Regions from separate parts of the Mus musculus genome. Here region 2 is linked to region 1. The links are chromatin contacts, called in public HiCAR-type maps. All regions are on one chromosome and are shown on one strand. Each heading gives the region's core, a stretch centred on a gene start, on an enhancer-like site or on the middle of the called end of the contact. The rest is flanking DNA. Distances are from core to core; before and after follow the strand shown.

The links. HiCAR-type assays count read pairs that join an accessible place to other places.
Region 2: a contact with region 1 is called in a HiCAR-type map of fibro-adipogenic progenitors, with 5 times the contacts expected there. The contact joins two enhancer-like sites. A contact is called at or near these places in 1 of 484 Hi-C or Micro-C datasets (bone marrow-derived macrophages) and 1 of 115 datasets of contacts at active chromatin or transcription factors (fibro-adipogenic progenitors).

Annotation. Positions count from the first base shown.
Region 1 is chr9:61,162,549-61,166,600 of GRCm38.p6, forward strand. No RefSeq gene overlaps it. Among named protein-coding and RNA genes, the nearest start is that of I730028E13Rik, 26 kb to the left of the region's middle. Within about 2 kb of position 2,078, at least 53 of the 459 cell types and tissues checked have an H3K27ac peak or open chromatin away from gene starts, as enhancers often do. A contact at or near this core is called in fibro-adipogenic progenitors, where this site is marked.
Region 2 is chr9:61,616,342-61,620,393 of GRCm38.p6, forward strand. No RefSeq gene overlaps it. Among named protein-coding and RNA genes, the nearest start is that of Gm39350, 23 kb to the left of the region's middle. Within about 2 kb of position 2,325, at least 79 of the 459 cell types and tissues checked have an H3K27ac peak or open chromatin away from gene starts, as enhancers often do. A contact at or near this core is called in fibro-adipogenic progenitors, where this site is marked.

The DNA of each region.
Region 1 (4,052 bases), core at 828-3,327:
AAAACAGTGAGAGGTAGGGCTGTGTCTAGGGGCAGACCAGCCTGGCTGGAGAAAAGTTCCAGATGAGCTATGGAGGAAGCAAGAGATCAGCTTGAGGGCTCATCTGGCCATTGAATGACAGAGGTTATGCTCTACAGAACGTCCCAGCAAACCTCTTGCTGCTGGCAGCTCTCTCCACACTCAAGAGTTCTGAGGCAGAGATGTGGTAGGCAGAGGCCAATGCTTTGAAATGCTCTCATTTCTTCAATCCAGTTTTCTCTTCTTGGAGAGTCTCAGGGTTTGGGGCAAGGAAAGAGTCTATGAATGAGGGCCTGCATTCACTCACACAACTCAAAAGCCTTTGTAGCCTTTGAACCACAACGGGATGCGGGGGACGGGATGCGGAGGACAGGGGGGTGCGGGGGGCAGGCTCCCAGTGATCTCGTGGAGAGTTCCTGACTCAAGCCTGAGCCAAATGGTACCCAAGCAGCTCCTAACTTAGCCTTGCCACTTTAGGCCTAACGGATGAGACCTCTGCGCTGCTGGCACCTGCAACCTGATGGGTTGATGCTCATTGGCTCAGACTTGATCACGTGCCCATCTTTAAACCAATTACCAAGGCCTGAGGCTACACAAAATACTCCTAATTGGCCAAGCCTAATAGACTATGCGCCCATCTTTAAAAGTAGAGAATGGGTCTTACCCTGAAAGAAACCATGGAAACACACACAAGCTAGGGATGCCAGTTACTAGAGAAAAGACCCGGATGCTCAGGCACTTGCACCTGGCCCCCATTAGCAGATAAGGAAGAAGGTTCACACTGGTTAACATCTTCTCTAAGATTTCACTGGCATTGCAATAGGAAACTGTCTTCAAGGAGGGTACAATGGGTGATCTTAATCTCACCGCCATGGAATTTAGAGTCACCATGGAAACAAACCTCTGGGAATAGCTGTCAGGGAGTTTCTAGATTCTAGGAAAAGCCACTCTGAATGTGGGCAGCACCATTCCTGTGTGCTGGGACCCTGCACTGAATTAAAAGTAGAAAATGAGCGGAATGCCCGCATTCAGCTTCCGTGGTTTCCCTTGTGGTTGCTATGTGGCCTCCTGCCTCCAGCACCCAGGGCCATGCCTCCGCATCCAGGACGGACTGTATGAACTGTGAGCCCCAGCAACCCTTGCCTTCCTTAAGCGGCTCTTGTAGAGTATTGGTCACAGCCACATGGAAAGTAACAAGCCATGGGCCCGGCTTCCTCGATTTGTGTTGGACATTGTGAAACTCCGAAGCTAAGCCGCTGAAGGCACCCTTCCCCCTCCCAAGAGCTCTTAAGCCTGAGGTGCAGAGGACAGGACAGACAGCCTCAGGGAAGTTCTCATCTTTCTTCAATTAATACTTCTTGGAGAGTCTCGGCAGCGGGGCAGGAATTTGTTAAATTACATAAACATCATTGTGACCCGTAAAATTCAATGAATCTCGGCCTGTTTACCCGCGGCTGGCTTTAATGTTTGCACAGTGTAATTTAATGTGTCAATTTGCTCTCAAATAAAAAACATCTGGCCCTCTGACATGCCAAAGAAACTGGAGAGCTGATGTTCAAAATCGGTGCTGAGCTCCAATCCGGGACGACGCAACGGAGAGGGAGGGAAGGCACGAGGCTGAGGAAGGGAGGCCTGTGTCAGTCCCATCTACTTCTGGCCTCATGACAAACCCCTGTTTGCAAGTCTGGAAGACGCAGTAGATTTCATCCTAATTAGAATTAAGAAAAGCCAGGAAGAACACATACCATCTTTAACTGGCACCCGTTGTGCAATTAAATTTCCTGCGGCTGTCCCTGCCAATATTGACGTTCATATGATTGGATTTTTAACAATCTTATTATTTTGTAATTGAGAGGAGCAGGGAGAAATGACACTTCTCTGTGGCGATGAGCTTCATAGCTGGAGCACTGCTCCCTGCACTGGGGTTGTCTGCCTGGCCTGAGCTCCCTTCCCTGTGGATTCCCAGGTTGGAGCCGGAGGAAGGGATGGGAGCCAGTGCTTTCCCAGTGAGGTCATACCTTCCACACAACTTGGTTCTCCTCCACCGGATCCCCACACGGCTCAGGCTACAGGCAGAGGCAGGCTTGGCAAGGCAGGGTTGGGTTGGAGGCCTGGCCTACATAGAGCAGCTTAGGAAACTTGGTCTTCTTCTGAGTGACAGGTGAAGGCCAAGACCTTGGATGGGGACTACAGGACTCTGTGGATGAGTTCTTCCCTGGGACACGAAACTAGAGGGACACCTTGTCTGCTTCCATTTTCCGCCGTGCCCTTTCTTTCCCAGGATCTCAGGGTAGGTCTGGCCGAGGAGACTCAGGATGGTTTCCACTCCCCTATTTCTCACCCCTATAAACACTTGAGACATCCTGACGAAAAAGGGCCCGGCATGGAGCCTTGGCAGACACCCTACTGGAAAGAGCCCGAGTCTGCTCTGCCTGTGGAAGGCTGAGGTCACCACAAGTTCAGCCTTGCCTGAGCTGAGCAGAAGGCAGAGAGAGAGTCCTCCTTAAGGGAGTCCTCAAGAACTGCTTGGGCTAAGCAGCAGGCTGACGTTTCCCTCTGAGCTGTCAGAAGGGATTAGGCAGGCTGCTCTGTCAACACTGCTGATCCTCCTGCCCCCTCCAGGACAGCCAAGCCTCTTCCTTCAGATCCTTGGGAGCCTGGGCTTGTACCAGTCAAGTCCTTGACATTTCAGCATGGCTGGGGGAGCCCTGTGTTTGCCGCAATTGAGCCCTGGGTAATTACACATTTTCCTAAGTGGTTGCTGTTTTCCAAACCCAAAACGATTTTTGGGAGGAGGGTAAGAAAATGAGCTGTCTGTCTAGCATGTGAGAAACGGAAGACTGATGGGGAGGCTGAGAGGAGAGAGATAGAGCGAGTCAGAGAGAGACAGAGACAGACAGACAGACAGACAGAGACAGACAGAGAGGTCTCATGTGCACACATTGGAGATAAGGATCTAACAACAGTTGTCTTTCTTAGTCACTCACTCTACGTTGTACTTTAAATTATTTTATTTTAATATCATTTTGGTGTCCTTTTGTTTTTGTTGTTTGTTTGTTTGTTTGTTTCTTTTTGAGACATCATTTCTCTTATAGCTTTGGCTTGTTGGAACATGCTATACAGACCAGACTGGCTTTGAACTCATAGAGATCCACTTGCCTCTGCCTCCCACATGCTAGGATCAAACACAAGTACCACCACAGCTGACTTCCACCTTCGTTTTTGAGACAGGGTCTCTCTGAACTGGAAGCTAGTGGACTTGGATGAACCAGCTGGCCAGCAAACCTCAGGGATGCCCCTGCCTCAGTTTCCCCGGTACTGGGATAACTGACATGCCATCATGGCTGCTTGTTATGTGGATGCTGAGGATCTGAACTCAGGTACTCATGTGTGCATGACCAGCCCTCACCAACTGGATCACCTCTCCTAGGCCAGCAGTGGAGCTCTGGAGGTAGAGAAAACCCCACCCCAGTCAGAGCTTCAGGCTGACCCCTGAGATGGCCAGACAGCAACTCTGAGGAAACCCTCACTCCCCTCAGCTTGTGCCAGGTGCCAGACACTGGGGTGGCATCCAAGGACAGAACTGAGGAGGTCACAAATCTAGTCAGATGCTAACTGAACACCATGCAGGCTGCTAACTTCAACAAAACATCCTGAAACAATTGTCACTCGGTCCTACAGGTAGAGAGGAAACCAAGAGAAAAAAACAGAAGCTTTGAGGAGGACAAGGCAGGCTTCATGGAGGTGACTCAGAATCCCCAAGGACGAATAGAAGTTGGCTCTCCTCATAGAATCACAACAGAAACCCTGGTCTTGTACCAAGGGCCCCATACCAATTCAGTGTCTAAAACTTACCAGAGCCCTGTGAGGTAATATTTGTCTTCAGATAATGGAACTAGAGAGTGCAGGGACAAAGCATTCTGGCCCAAGGAAACAGAGTGTGGGAAAGGACATACCACTGAGTACAGAAGGCACTCACTAGAGAGGAGGAAGGAGGGGTCACAGATGGATGAGAAGCTAGAATGGAAGAAACA
Region 2 (4,052 bases), core at 1,075-3,574, 450 kb after region 1:
TAATGTCCTTCTTTCTCTAGGGACCTACTACCTCCCCGGCATAAGCCATAGACAGCCCCAGAAACAAGACATCACCTCTGCCATGTCTCCCAGGAGCTCTCTTCCTGCTTTCCCTCTCCCCGGCCAATCTTTGCTATTCACTCTGCTCCAGTGCTTCAGGTTTCTTCTAGAACCTTGGGGTCTTTGTCTGGACTGTCCTGACTGTCTATGACATTCCCCTTCTCCTCTTCCTGGCTAGCCTTGACTACAGGCTCAGGTAACATCTTGCTCCAAGCCTTCTGGTCCCACCCTCATCACCCAGGCCTTCCCGACTTTCCCTTCATGTCAGTCCCAGTCAGAGGATTTAATGTCTACCTCCTGGTAGATTTTGTGAGGGGAGATGCTGTGAGCCCTCAGCACTGTGTTCAAATCCCATGACTACTAAGAAGGACAAAATTCCCGTGTGAGATACTGTATAAATGGGTGTGTTGGGTGACTGGACAGAAGGACAGGGAAACAACATGCAGGAGAATATGCTCTGATGGTCCACAGGAAGAAGATGGATGCACAGCAGAAACGAGAGCCCGGAACAACCCCCACGAGGTAAGCAAGAGGCAGCCTGAACAGTGGCTGGTGGCTGCCAATGACCCTCTGGCCAAGTCTTGAAAAGATCAGCCTACGGTTGGTAGATGAGAAAACTTCAAGTCAGGGAAGGTGTGGGCTGCAAGCCTCCATGTCAGTCACTCTGGAGCTGCCAGTTGACAAAGCCTTCCCATACCAGCCTATCTGTGGCTAACGTCGGTGTGTCCCTAAGGCTATTGCACAAGTCTCAACCTTCACCTAGAGCAGTGACTCTCAACCTTCCTAACACTGCAACCCTTTGATAAGGTTCCTCACGTTGTGGTGACCCCAACCATAAAATTATTTTCATCGCTTCTTTATAACTACGATTTTGCAACTGATATGAATCATAATGTAAATAACTTTGGAGCTAGAGGTTTGTCAAAGGGGTTGAGACCCACAGGTTGAGAACGGCTGACCTAGAGGGAGGCCTGCCTTCCATATAGATAACTTAGCTGAGCTCCACCTCCGTAGACCAACTCTGGCAGTCAGGAGCTGGTGGGGACCAGATAGAGCAACCCCCTACCCCTACCCTAGTGTCTGTGGAGATGTTTCCCTAAGCTAGGGCTGGGGCAGAGCTGGGAAGTCAAGCTTTCCTCCTCTGGATGCTCAAAGATCCCAGGAACAGATCCATGGAGGACCCAGAATGTACTGGGAAAGAAAGAAGGCTATTTGAGCTCACCAGGCCTGCTAAAATGGAGGACCACAGGCTGTCAGTGACAGAGGAAATCAGTTTCCTCCAGGTCTGGAGGCCGCCATCCACGGTCAAGAGAGGGCAGGCTGATGTCTTCTGAGGCCTTCTTTCCTGGGCTTAGAGATGGCTATCTCCTTCCTGTGCCTTCCCACTGTCCCCTCAACCCCCACTGTAAATACTGTGTCCTAAATTCCTCCTCTTCTAAGGACACAGTCTTACTGGATTAAGGTTTACCTCAACGCCCTCTTTTTACTTCACCGCTATAAAAGCTGAGCCCAGATAGAAGTCCTGAGGTCTAAGGAGTCGCTGACATATGAATCCGATAGGACATAGTTCAATCCACTCTAGAGACCCAGGGGTTGATAAATGTACTTCTTGTGTCTCTGAGACAGCCGGGACCTCAGCACCTGTAAACCCACCCAGCTACAACTCACTGAGCGAGCGCATTGCTGACCCTTTGAGACCCCCCACCCTCACTACCCTGGCAATAACTGTTCTCCTGAGTCAACAGCTCTCAGGTTCCAGATTACCTCTTGGTAGGGAAGCCACTGAGGGTAAGAGAAGACCCCTGCCCTGACTCTGAGCCCCTCAGTAACGGGTCCTCCTCAAACCTGAGCTTATCAGCCCATGGCTAGGATCCCGTAACTTGGGATGACATTCTCAGAGCACTTCCGGAGCGCTCGGCCTCCTTTCTCAACAGGCAGAGGGGACTTCTGGTTTGCTGCTCATGGGAAAAAACAACAACAACAACAACAAAAAAAAAAAAACCACAAAAAAACCCCAAGAAATTCCAGTAAGGGATTAATGACTTAATTATAAATGCAGTTTGGAAATGTAAAGGTTATTAAGGAGGGAGAGAGATGCATGCTAATAAGAGACACGCTATTAACAGCAGAATAAAGATCCATTGTTGGCGCCACCATAAAGTTTTCCAAGTTTGGTAATAAAAACCACCTGGCCTGCACCAGGCTGGCTGCCATGGTGACGCACCGCGCTCTGGATCCGGCTAATGAGGCTTGTCTGCCGGCCTCTGATCATGCTCCCTAGGGGGTTTAGGCTTCCTGGTAAAATTGGCCCACAGGCCTCAAACCACTGCAGAGACAGGCAGGCCCCCAGCTTCTCAGCTACCGCCCACTGGGCCCTGAGCGCTTTGAGAGTCACCAGAAACAAGCCATTCCTGTTCCCACAGGAAACTAGCAGGCTGTTCTAAGCTGTGTGACCTTGCCCCTGTTTCTCAACCTCTCTGAGCCTGTTTCCTCATCTGCAAAGCGTGGAGATCTTACATCTGGCTCTAGGGAAGAGACACACACATGTAAAGTACCTCACACAATCATGGGACCGTCTTCAGAGGCAAGAGCACCAGAGCATCTCCTTCCAGTAACCCCACTCTAGCCTACTTGTCTCAGGTTACCTGGCAGCCCCACCCCTAACTGTGTCTGACCTCATTCACCACAGTGTGCCCCGGCACCCTCCCAATTTGGGCTCCCACATTCTTGAGGCTCTTGTAGATGCCACTCACACAACTCTGGCTGACCTCAGCTTAGGACATCTCTGGACAGCCCTGGCCCCACCCTGGGCTTGGTCATGGAACTTCACTTTGTGCTTCCTAACAACTGTAGAAAGATGGATGGCAGAGGAATGAGGAAAGGCTGAGGGGAAACTGCTGTGGCAGCTGGAATGGGCTGGGTCTGAAAAGTCTACTCCAGGCCCATTCCCTGGAAGCCTCAGTGTTCTCATCTGCAAAATGGCAACAATACTCCCTCTGGAAGACTTCCATGTGGGAAAGCTCTCACCAGCACAGGTTTTCAGTAAGGGCTCCTAACCATTGTTCTTTGTGTGTGTGTGTGTGCTCCAGGCAAGGGGCATGTGGGAGTAGGTATGCATGTTAGCATGTATGTGCACATGATGCAAACGCCTGCGGTGGACGCAGCTAGTTAGCTTGCTCCAGGGATAGGCTGCCTCTGCCTCCCTCCTGCTGGGATTGCAGGGGTGCTGCTGTGCACACTGAGCACTTACATGGCTGCTGGGGATTCGAACTCCCGTCCTCATCCTTGTGCAGCAAACACTTTCATCAGCTGAGCCACCTTACAGGGAAGTGGGGACAGGAGGAGCAGGGGAGGGAGCTGGCTCATCTAAAAATGGGGAAGGTAATGAAGAAATCTCCATCTAATTAGACGGGCTGCAGTTTTAATCAGACAGAGTTTCTCTGGCAAAACCTGTTTGCATGTTTTCTGTCATTCAGCCAATGTGTTAATTAGGCAAATAATATTAATAATGATATTCACTTTGGGAAAGTTAAGAGGGGAGGAGAAGGTGGAAGTGACAGTTTGGGGCTGAGCAGCCTGGAGCAGGGAGGGGTGTTTAAACTCAGAGGCAGCAGAGAGTAGAAGCAAGGGGTCTGAAGACATGCTGGCCAGGTAACCCAGCTCAGTCCGAGGTTCTCTACGCTTCAGTTTCCACATCAGTACCACAGGAGTGGTGAGGCAGGGGCATGCCCACTGGCTTGGCGCAAGAGGTGCTGTGTCCAGCTCCTGCCTGTCCTTGATTTATCTTCTACCTTCTACTTGCTTGTTTTTACAGCTGGGGCTCCCCCCAGTATCCTCTAGAGCAGAGGAGGGCATGATGGGAAAGTGCAGAGAATTCTGGGTATCAGCTTCCCGAGAACCCCAGGCATCCTTCAGTCGGTCCAGGCTGGCCTCTTGCTTCCTTTCTGGTCCACTGAACTCCAGGGCTTGGGAACAGCGTCTAGGGACAGCTC